3 separate regions of the Mus musculus genome follow, and all the other regions are linked to region 2. A link is a contact called in public promoter capture Hi-C data. All regions are on one chromosome and are shown on one strand. The core of a region is the stretch at or near the end of the contact, and the rest is flanking DNA. Distances in the headings are between cores, read along the strand shown.

What was found. Promoter capture Hi-C pulls out the DNA fragments that hold promoters and counts their contacts.
Region 1: a contact with region 2 is called in a promoter capture Hi-C map of liver, with 6 times the contacts expected there. The contact joins the promoter of Man2c1 here to the promoter of Wdr61 in region 2. A contact is called at or near these places in 1 of 39 promoter capture datasets (liver) and 1 of 115 datasets of contacts at active chromatin or transcription factors (astrocytes).
Region 3: a promoter capture Hi-C map of liver shows a contact between it and region 2, with 4 times the contacts expected there. The contact joins the promoter of Ppcdc here to the promoter of Wdr61 in region 2. A contact is called at or near these places in 2 of 39 promoter capture datasets (hippocampal neurons and liver).

Annotation. Positions count from the first base shown.
Region 1 is chr9:57,129,241-57,132,931 of GRCm38.p6, forward strand. Man2c1 (mannosidase, alpha, class 2C, member 1) reads left to right here and starts at 1,537. Exons shown (of 26, transcript NM_028636.2): 1 at 1,537-1,649; 2 at 1,919-2,041; 3 at 2,292-2,415. The coding sequence starts at 1,549. Man2c1os (mannosidase, alpha, class 2C, member 1, opposite strand) reads right to left here and starts at 2,050. Exons shown (of 2, transcript NR_102289.1): 1 at 1,309-2,050; 2 at 742-887.
Region 2 is chr9:54,731,967-54,736,052 of GRCm38.p6, forward strand. Wdr61 (WD repeat domain 61) reads right to left here and starts at 2,583. Exons shown (of 11, transcript NM_023191.3): 1 at 2,509-2,583.
Region 3 is chr9:57,438,421-57,442,205 of GRCm38.p6, forward strand. Ppcdc (phosphopantothenoylcysteine decarboxylase) reads right to left here and starts at 1,694. Exons shown (of 7, transcript NM_176831.5): 1 at 1,650-1,694. It overlaps Scamp5 (secretory carrier membrane protein 5), which reads right to left. Exons shown (of 7, transcript NM_020270.3): 7 at 2,907-3,785.

The DNA.
Region 1 (3,691 bases), core at 287-2,786, 2.4 Mb after region 2:
GTCATAACCAGGTATTTTATCTTCCATTTAAAAATCCTCAGTCCTGGGGTCAGTGAGATGGCTCAGCTGGGTATGGTTCTTGCCACTAAGCCTAAAGACCTGAGTTTTGAGCCCCAGGCCCCACATATCCCACCCCCAACCAAATAAATTGTAACAATGTTTTTAAAATCCCCAACACCACCATAAAGAAAAATAATTTGACTTCTAGGTTTTCAAAAGGTGGCACAGTCCTTTAATCCCAGCACTTGGGAGGCAGAGGCAGGGGGATTTCAGAGTTCAAGGCCAGTCTGGTCTACAAAGTGAGTTCCAGGACAGCCAGGGCTTATACAGAGAAACCATGTCTTGAAAAAAAAAAAAAAAAAAAACTCATGAATTTTGCCTTGGACTCCTGAATTCTGGGAATACAGGTGTGTGTCACCATATCCTGCTTTTAGGGTGTTTTTCTCATAGGAGGACAAGGAAACTTGGAAGTAATCAAGCCTAATGGGAAAATGTAGGGCAGTGGCTGAGGCAGCATGCCAGGAAGAAAGGGTCTGGCTTCCTCAGCTATGGTTCACCTCTCCCCCTCTATTTCCTTAAGACTGCTGGCCTAGAAGGATGGGGAGCATGGGTCTGACCAGCAGCAGCCTTGGCAGTTGCTACCTATGTACTATGTACTGCACCTCCCTGCAGGTCAGGGTAAGATTTCAGGGCCCTTTTAGGAGAAAAAGTCCTTGTGACCAATAAAACAAGGGACTTTGCTCAAGTTTTGACAAGTTATTTTAATTGGCATTGTATATTTCTTACTTGATCATTTTTCTGGGTAACCTGCATTTGGAATGTAAACCTGGTTATTTCCATTAAAGCAGGCTAGTTAGATTCCTCCTGTATTATTTTCTTCCAGACTCCTGCAAACGTTAAAGCTGGAGGTTAGCATTCAAACTTCCTTGCACTTGTTGACCTGCGTTAGATCAAAATTCTGGACATTGGGGTAATGGGCAACGGTGATGCATGTAATGTAATGGAGGATTACTGGTGTGCAAAGCCCCTTTTCTGTATTTCTGAAAACACCCGAAGTAGCCTTGCGCTTTTCATATTATGCAGTTACCAATGCTTGAGTAAGTGAAGAGAATGGAAAACTAAACCTTTCCCATGCCCTTCCAGGGGTTCCCTCCCTAGCCCTTCCTTCAGAATACCAAGTAGCTCAGGCTGTACTCAAAGGCGCTACATTGTCGCAGATTACTCCAATTTACACTTCCTGGTCTGTGAACTTTGTGCATCCTAGGCAAGCACTCTCCCTACCGAACCACACCACCAGCTCAAACTTACCATTGTATTTTAAAATAATTTACCCAGCTGTCTGACAGCAAGGCTGAGGTGAGAACCGCGAAGGCTCAGCTTCCGGGTTTCACTGGGAGGCTCCCCAGAGCCAGCCTCTTGCAAAAGCCGTGGTGTTCCCAGAAAAGCTGCTCGGGTCTGTAAGCTGGTTGGATGCCGGAACCTTTGGTTCCAAGCGGTGCAACGAGCCGGCAGCACCAAGGATCTTCCGGGGAGGGAAGGCGCATCGCCATGGCGGCAGCGCCGTTCTTGAAGCACTGGCGCACCACTTTCGAGCGGGTGGAGAAGTTCGTGTCCCCGATCTACTTCACCGACTGTAACCTTCGCGGCAGGTGTGGTCCTTGGCCTACCACACCCGCGCGCTCTCCCCTTCCCTTCCGGAGGGAAACCCAGGCCGTGGCCAACCGGGCCGCGGAACAAAGTTCCCGCCACTGCCAGGCCAGGGGCTGGGGAGCGAACGGTAGAGGTTGGTCTGTGCTGCTGAGCTGCCAGGCAGTCCTCACGGCCTTAGCCAAGGGAGAGCGTTTCCCCAGCCATCCGCTGGCTCACGGGTGGGACAGGGGCGGCTTCGAGCATGCGCCCATCAGCTGCTCCTGCCCAGGCTCTTCGGGGACAGCTGCTCGGTGACACTCTCCAGCTTCCTGACGCCCGAGAGGCTTCCCTATGAGAAGGCGGTGCAGCAGAACTTCAGCCCTGCGCAGGTCGGCGACAGCTTCGGACCCACGTGGGTAACGCCCAGTTTGGCGAAGCTCCGCCCCACGACCAAACCCTAGTCTGCTAGATAGCAGAGTGGCGCCCTCTGCTGAGAGAAGCTCCTTTATCCTTCGGCGTCTTCACTTGAGTATTTTCATCCCTGCTGCCTCTCCCCCTTTCCCTTTATTCTTTGACCATTTCTCTGATGCTGCACATGCATGGAGAACATCTTAAAGCCGAGGGTTTCCACTCCTAGGCCCATCAAAATGGCTCTCTTACAGATGGTGGACCTGCTGGTTTCGGGTAGAACTGGTCATCCCTGAAGTTTGGGTGGGCCAGGAAGTTCATCTTTGCTGGGAAAGCGATGGAGAAAGCCTTGTCTGGCGTGATGGGGAACCTGTCCAGGTGAGGTGTCCTCTCTTAGAGCCAGATACTGCCACAGATTAGCCTGGTTTTTGGAGAAGCCACAGCTGAATGAATGGGTCTCCAGAGTAATTTCATGATTTCGGAACTGAGGAAATTGCCAGTGTTTAGACACACCCGAAGAGGTTATCAGATCCCATTACAGATGGTTGTAAGCCACCAGAATTTGGACACCAGTGTTATAAATCCCCAGTTTTCATAAGCTAGTTTTATTGTGTATAGTACATATGTATTGGGGGAAACTTCAAATCATTCTAAAATGATATAAAGTAAGGTATTAAGTTATCTTCCCATGAATAATGAATTTCTTTTAACTGCACTTCACATTCCCCAGATGTTAAATGTTAAATGTCATACCAGGTTTAATCTTTGTAATGCTATGTGATGACACTTTATATCCATTATAGATTTTAAAAAACTAAGACATTTCTTTGTTGGTCCATGCAGCTTCCGTTTCAAAGTCCAGTAACTGGGTCCTAAAAGAAGTCAGAGCCCTAGCCGGGCGTGGTGCTGCACGCCTTTAATCCCAGCACTCGGGAGGCAGAGGCAGGTGGATTTCTGAGTTCGAGGCCAGCCTGGTCTACAAAGTGAGCACCAGGACAACCAGGGCTATACAGAGAAACCCTGTCTCGAAAAAACAAAAAAACAACAAAAAAAAAACAAACAAACAAAACAAAACAAAAAAAAGAAGTCAGAGCCCTATCCAACTTTCTTCTCTTCGATGGCACCCACCTAACTGAACACTGAGGATGAACCAATCTATCTCAAACTCCTTGGGCTTCTTTTTTAATTAATATAACCCAGAACCACCACAAATTCTAGACAAATGTTCTCACCACTGAGCTAATCCATCTCCCACCTCCCGTTTAATTCGAGAAAGGGTCTTGCTGAATGATCCCTGATAGTAGCCTTGATCTTGTTATTCTCTACCATGGACCTCCCAAGTAGCTAGAATTATAGACCTGTATTAATATATCTGCCTCACTCCATGGGGTTTTCTTTTATATATTCATGGGTAAAAAGGCTACCAGAGGGGGTTGGAGAGATGGCTCAGTGGACTGACTGCTAAGAGCACTGACTGCTCTTCCAGAGGTCCTGAGTTCAAATTCCCAGCAACCACATGTGACTTACAGCCATCTGTAATGGGATCTGATGCTCTATTCTGGTGTGTCTGAAGACAGCATACAGTGTACCAATACATACATTAAATAAATAAATCTTAAGAAAGAAAAGCTACCAACCAGGCCTCCTAATCCCT
Region 2 (4,086 bases), core at 1,333-3,832:
AGCTTTTTAAATTTTATTAACCTTAGATTTATTAAACATCCACACACACATACGCCCATACATTGAGTTTATGGATATGTGTGCATTCGTGTATTCACCTGCACAAATTGTCAAGGGACAATTTGTGGAACTCAGTTCTTCCCCAGGTAGGTGTTAGGCGTGACAGTAAGTGCCTTTACGTGCCCAAGGCCTTGGTATGTTTTGCACACCACTTAGCTAACAGACTTGCAAAACTTAAACCTTCTCTCTGGTTGTTTTCAAATACATAAAATACACAGCATTAGAAAGAAAACCTAGTATGTGCTCACTCTCTGTGGTAACTATGTTCTATAAAGTTACCACTAGTGGGCAGTATCAGACCATTCCTCTGGAGACTCAGAGGTAGGCCACTGAAAGCCTCTGGGACACATTTTTGTCAAGTGCTCAATATGTAATCACATGCTATGGTTTTGCTTTGTTTTGTTTGCATATGACTCTGTTTGACCATACATTAGTAATTCACTAATACTGAACTCAACCTAAACAGGGCTTATCTAAAATACTTATTTTTCTCTCTAAGACTCATTACAGCTTTCTTGCACTGGGCAAGAACATGGGCTATCACTCCGGCACCATGCCAGAGGGTTACCTTCACCACGGGCTCACTACCAAAACCAAACAAGCAACCAAAACACAAAAATGAGAAGGCATGGCACTAAACCCCAGAGAAAAGACACTTTCTCATAGAGTGAGAGCAGAAACAAGGCAGAAGCGAACTCAGAACTGGGCATCACGTGACTCAAAAGATTCAACACCCTGCACATCTTCTAAAATTATAAATAAATATAATCGAGTATGAAAATTCACAAACAGAATCTAGGCATAGGCTCTATGTGGAAAACAATCTTGTCAAAACATGAAAACCAAACTTATGAGAGCAAAACACACATGGCTCCTTATCATCACATTCTATAAGAATCAGCAAGTCTAAAAGATGCCGCAACCTCAGGACATAAACAACATCCTGCCAGCAGTTCCGTAATCCTAATTGTTTGGAGGTACTAAGCCTGGCTTTCTGGCAAGACCCTGTCTCAAAACAAACAACAATCCCATCACAACATTCTGATATGAAAACACCTGTGATCGCTAAAGCCGTTAACAAAGTCATATTTAATACTTGTTATGTGAGAATATAACATAATGGGAGAATATGCTAAATTTCAACTAGAAATTAACAAATATAAGAGTGTGAATTGTCTTCTAATCCATGTTCACAGCCCCTCAGTTCCATCCTCACTTAACAGGCCGTACATACAGCTCAGACATCTGGGCTCATGCTACCTGCTTCAAATATGCAAACCAAAGACTAACAAATGTTTACCAAGAACAGAAACTCAGACAGACACATGATTTCTAAATAGTCCTGGCCTAAGAGATCTTAATCAGGTGTGCTGACTTGTGACTGTTACTGATTTGTGACTCAAGAACAGGACCTTGCCCAGACTAGAAAGCTCTCCTGACAATTTGGCTCAAACAAGTTGAGACACAAACTGCATGAAGACCAGCCCTCTTAGTGATACTGCCTCCTCTCTGCCCATACGAACCTCACACTTGGCAATAGAGAAAAACGACAATTTTACAAGTAAGAAGGTTTATAGGGAGTCAACTTTTAAAAAGCTACCCTCAAAATAGGGTGTGCAGTTCCATCAGGCTGAACCTTTGAGGACGTACTGCATCAGATCCTATTTTAACTATTATACAGATTAGCTCACTGAACCTTCCTTAACGCCGTTTAGTAGGCACTCTTACTAGCTCCGTTCTTCTGGCTAGAAGAGAGAGGCTTAGAGCAGCTGACGGAAGCGTAGGTAAATACACAGTTCCTACTACTAAGACATGTCTCATGACAGGTAATTTCAGAACCAAGAGAATCCCAAGAGGCCTCTATGCCATCTCTCTCTTTAGGAAAATTTCCAGTTATCGGGGCTGGATTTAAAGGTCCTTCTTCAGGCTTCCCAGAGACTAACCCATGCGTCTATGAAAGTTTCTCAGGCACGTCTGTAACGCACCATACCACATGGTACTTGAAATAAAAGGAACTCACTCTCTGCTTAGTGTTCAATGACGTGAAGCTTGCTACCTAACAGCGTGGCTAACTACTATAGGACTGGTATTAAGAGAGTCCTCTATCTAAGGGGAAACTACTCCCCTCCCCAGAGTCCTCTATCTAAGGGGAAACTACTCCCCTCCCCACCCCGCAAAGAAGCCAACCCTCATTTCCGGGATGCACAAAACATTATCTGGGAGCAAAATTAGTCCACCTATGGGCCTTCTGTCTGCCCTTGGGACTCGTGCCTCGCGGACTAGCCAAGTTAAATAGAGTCACGAAAGCCACCCTTGGACTCCTGGAGCCTCCGTGAACAAACCTGCTGTGGTGGCCTCCAACTCTCCCGGTTCAGTCGCCCTCTCGCCCTAGTAGGCAACAGCACCAAAGACCACCATTCCCCAACTCTGCCCAGCACACCAACTCACCACCGTACAGCCAGCCGCACAGCACGCCTGACGTCAGTGGAGCACGACCGTGGCGCTCGTGGATGAGCTAACGAAGGGGCGGGGCCTCTCCTGGGATGCGGGCGGGACCGGCAGAGCGCCCCCCTGCTGCCTTGGCGTGCGGGGTTGGGGTGAGGGTGGAGCCAGGGAGAGTGGGCGGGGAGTACCTAGGGCAGCCTGCTGCTAACAGGCTTCAGAAAGCTTCTCTGATGACTTCCCGGGTTCGTTTTTTCTTCTGTTTTTTTTTCTTTCTTTTTTTTTTTTTCCCCGCTTTTTCTTCGTCCTCTTTTTCTTTCCTTCTCCTTTCCAGCCCAGCCTCGCCCCCCATCTCCCACAGCAAAAAGCTCGAAAATCATTACAATAAAGGTTTTCTAAAACAACCTAGCTCTGTAATTTTTAAAGTGCCACATTTTAATATTGTTAAAAGTTGTGTGCACGTATGGGAGTGTGCACACATGTCATGGTGTAGAAATGGAGGTCAGAAGACAACTTGAGTGTCTTAGTTGTCTCTGTCACGTGGAGCCCAGGAATGGAACCCAAGTCATCAGGCTTGAAGGCGGCCACTTTTATCTGCTGAGCCATTCCCTATATATTTTTTTTTAATAGCGCATAAATTCAAACCCAGGATGTTGCCTATGCTAGGCAAGCATGCTCCTGCTGGCCTACATCCCAGCCATCTATTTATTTATTTAGAAACAAGTTCTCAATAAATTGCCTAGGCTGGCCTATAACTTACTCTGTAACTCTGTAGCATAGGCAGTCCTTGGATTCCTGCTTCTATTGCTTCAGTCTCCAGTATCTCTAGAGTGACAGGCCTGCACTACCAGGCCTGGCTATAACTCTGTCGTTCAAACTCAAAGCCGAAAAATACCTCAGAGTGCTGTTTCAAGATGCCAAACAGAGAACTGAGAGAATTCCAGTAGAATTTGGACATTGAATTATTCGTGTGCTCTTCAGTGACTGAATAATTATGATGTGAACTCCAGATATGCTTGTTCAAAGACTATATTAAACCCCTACCTTTCACCTCTCTACTGTCAGAGCACCAAGCACATGAGGTCATTAGCATGGTCTACTGTGAAGCAAGAATAACAGGCCTCTTATGTACAATGAATGTCTTTGACATGCAATCAAGACTATGAGTCCTGCCTCAGAATAATATTTATAAATGGATCAATATCCACATAGGATTAAAGGGAAATAATTCCATCAAAATAGCCATAAATATGCAAAATAATAACACACCTACCTGAGCTCAACAGATCTAATACCGTCTGTGATTTCAAAGTATCAATACACATACACAATGCTTTGAATTATCTTCAGTGGTTGTAATAAAATAGGAACAATACTGTGGTTTGATTTAGTGACCAAGTCAATTACTGTTAATGCCTCCTGGTTTATTGTGCACATATGTGATCAAGAAAAACATCACCTTTCTGCTAGAAGTTAAGAGAAATAAAAATATAATTATTTTTCTATCAAAGTTCCTAGATCTCCTCTATGTGTGTTATAGAGCAAATCTGGGAGACAGAGTAACTGTGCATCACTGAGACATCT
Region 3 (3,785 bases), core at 444-2,943, 2.7 Mb after region 2:
CCTGACCTATCATGCTGGTCCAGAAGTGTCCAGCATTATAATATCTGAACATTATAATATCTGATTCTCTCCCACCACTACTGACCCTCCCAAGAAAAAAACAAAAAACAAGCTTATTTTATCACATGGTGCAATGTTCCCTTTCAACCTCCAGAGTCGAGCTTGAGTCACTCTTGGCCATCCTTGGACTTCAGATTAATTTTTCTTCCCACCCTCATAGACTGAGGTACACATACAAGGGATACACTTGATGCGCTGGCTACCTAGACCAGTCTTATATTCTAAGCTGCATATGCAGGGAACAATTTTTTTTCATATTTTTACTTGACCTTTATTATAACCACAGAACTTACACTTAGTCTTATGTATATTTCAAGAAAAAGTAGGGTTTGGTGGCACATGCCTTTAATCCCAGCACTTGGAATGCAGAAACAAACAGATTTCTAGGAGTTGAGATTCGAACATACTAAGTCCTGTAGCTAGGGCTACACAGTGAGACCCTGAGAGGGAGAGGGAGGGAGGAGAGGGAGGGAAAGAGAAAAAAACGAGGGGGAGAATGGAGGGGAAGGGAGAGAGAAATTTAAGAGAGACACAGAGAGAACACATACACAGCAGAGAAAGAGGCCTCTGTGTGAGACTATAATTCTCTCAGTTTAATCAAGGACAAAGTATAAAATTTCCATGTATACCTACCAGTAATAGAATGGGCAAGAATGTAGCCAAGAAAATGTGACCACAGGATACGGGCAAGACTGTAGCCAAGAAAGTGTGACCACACTGCACCTAAGGAATGCTGGTTGCAGCCAAAATGTTTGGCTTTCCAATGGATGTCTCAAACCGGAAGTAGGCATGTTTGCCTCTAAAGTTACTGCAGTTTCATCTGTACACCTCTTGAGGACACGTGTCAGGAAGATACATCACAGCCTTGCTGGTTCCCAGCTGCTAGAAAGAAGCAGAAGACCCCAGCTCCCAAACACGCATCACTTCCTGCAGCTGGGAATCTCTCCTGCCCACTATCTAGTTCTGGCTTCCAATATTCCAAACGTCGGTGACGGTGACATTTTTTTTTCTGACAAAAACTGCTCTAACTCTAATTTGAAATGCCACTCGGCAAGTTTAGGGTTTAAGCATCTAAATACTGCCAGCGTTCTCCTTTCTCTCGTTTATGATTATAAAATACAATTTGAGGCACGTTGGCTCAGCAAGGTAGCTTGCAGACAAGTCTGAGGCCCTGAATGAGGGCGGGACTTACAGGGTAGAACTGAGTCCTGCAGGTCGTCCTATGACCTCAACACGCACGCTGTGACAGCCACCCCTCTTACAAAATAAACGTAATTTAAAAAAAAAAAAAAAAGTTTGTATTTCGGGGCGGTCCTAAATCTTTGGGAGGGGGGCACCTTATGCTGCAGTTTTTCAAAGGTAAGCGTCAAGTGTGGGTGTCTTTTAAACTAAGGATAGAGCATGATATCTGCGGGCACCGGTGCAGCTGCATAGCCCCCAATTCTGAGACTGGAGTCACACCTATAGCCCCACATCTGACACATTACACATGGACCTTCACGCGGACCCACAGCGACCAGAGGAGCTTCTCCCACCGCCCCACCCGGCGGCACCACCGACACAGCTTTCCCGCCCCTTCCACTGCTCACCAGCTCCAGGATACCCGCAAGTATCGCGGTATCTAGGCGCCTTTCCGGCTCTAAATGACTCCAGAGAAAGCGAGTGATCGCATGGCCTTCTGGGAGTCGTGGTCTATTTCTGTGGCTTCTGGGAGTTGTAGTCATTGGGGCTCCCTGTGCAAGGCTAAAGCCACATTAGGCAGGGGAGCCGCGACATTGAAAGGCTCACTTTGAGCAATCTTTTTCTTTTTTTCTTTTTTTTCTTTCTTTCTTTCTCTCTCTCTCCCTCTTTCTCTTTCTTTCCTTCTTTCTTTTTCTTTTTCTTTCCTTCCTTTTCTTTCTTTTTCTTTTCTTTCTCTCTTTCTTTCTTTCTTTCTTTCCTTTCTCTCTCTCTTTCAATAACTGGCATGTCTGAAACTTAGAACTCTGCCAGCTTCTGCCTCATAAGTGCTGGGATCAAAGGGGTGTGCTACCGTGCCCATTGCTACTTGAGAGGAATCTTGAGAGATGACCATCACAGAGGATCTAGACAACATTCTTAGAGAGCACATCTTTGGCAAAGCCTAGGCACATTCGAATCGTTGTAGTCATTACCCTGCAGCAATCAGAAATTTCAAGAACTTACATGTTCATTGAGCCCACTCAATCAGCTTCAAGAGACCCACCATGGGAGCTAAGGAAGGCCAGTCTTCTAGTCCTAACACTAAGGGCTATGGTGGTTTGAATATGCTTAGCCCAGGGAATTAGGAACAATTAGGAAGTATGGCCTTGTTGGAGTGGGTGTGGCCTTGTTGGAGGAAGTGTGTCACTGTGGGGGTGGGCAAATATATCTTCCTAGCCACCTGAGGCCAGTCTTCTCTTGACTGCCTTTGGAATAAGTTATAGAACTCTCAGCTTCTGTAGCACCATGACTGCTTGGATGCTGCCATACTTCCCGCCTTGACAATACTGGACTGAGCCTCTGAACTTGCAAGCCAGTCTCAGTTAAATGTTATCCTTTTATAACAGTTGCCTTGGTCGTGGTGTCTCTTCACAGCAATGGAAACCCTAAGTCACAGACACAGTCAGGCCATGCGCCTCACTCAGTGTTACAGGCCACTCCTATTTCCTAACTGGTAGTTGTGGCAACTACTTCATGGCCTACTCAGGGCTGCTTCAGAGGAAGGATCACAAAATACATGGTTTTTGGCATCACAGATCCACTCAACTCAATTCCACAACCCTGCTTCACATCCCACATCAAGGCTTCATTGAGACCCACATGGAGACAAGTAACACAGAGGGACATACAGGGTCAAATGATCCCTTTATTATATTCATCCAGTTACACAGATAGACACTGGCTCGGGCAGGTCAACTGCCAATGAGGGGATAGTTTGTGTCTCTCAGAAACAAGGGGCAGTGGGCACCAGGAGAATGCAAAAGCAGGTCACTGGCTGGCGACAGACAGGAGGACTCCCAGCATCCACCAGGCCCTCCCACCCCTCAAGCAAACCATCTGTGCCCGGCCCCATCTCTCTCACTCTCTCCTCATCAAAGTGCATAGTTGCCTGAAGATGCAGCATCCCAGTGCCTGAGCAGCTGGGCCAGACACTGGTGACAGGCTTTCCCAAGGGCAGTGCCAGGCATGGCCAATAGGTGTGAGCCAGGAAAGAGGAGAGGCCGATAGGACAGGAAGTTGACTGGGGGTAACACCCAACAGCTGTGGATGCTAGGCTGGCAGCTGGATCACAGCTTTCCTGGAAGTAACAGAGGACTAAGAGAAAGGGAGCTGGGAGAAGGGAAGAGGAGGAAGAGCCTAGCCCTAGAATCTCTCAGGGTAGCAGGAGCTATGACAACTGCTCTCCATAGAGAAAACAGTAGGGGAGAGAATCAACTAAGCCTAGGGAGTCAACAGGAAAGGAACTTTCCAGACACTCTTGGATTCTCTTACAAGGAAGAAGCTGAAAAATCAAAGCTCAAGGTGGCCTGAAACCAAGTCTTAGGGTCCAAGGCAAACCAATGTGGTATGGTTTTCCAGTCTCCCTAGCCTAGGTGGGTTTCTGTTGCAAGGAGATGAGAAACAGCCAGCTGCTCCTTGGTAAGGCCTACCCACCTCAGGCCTCATGCAGAGGAATAAGATACCAGACAATGTCCACACCCTGCTTGAAAGATACAGTCCCAGGA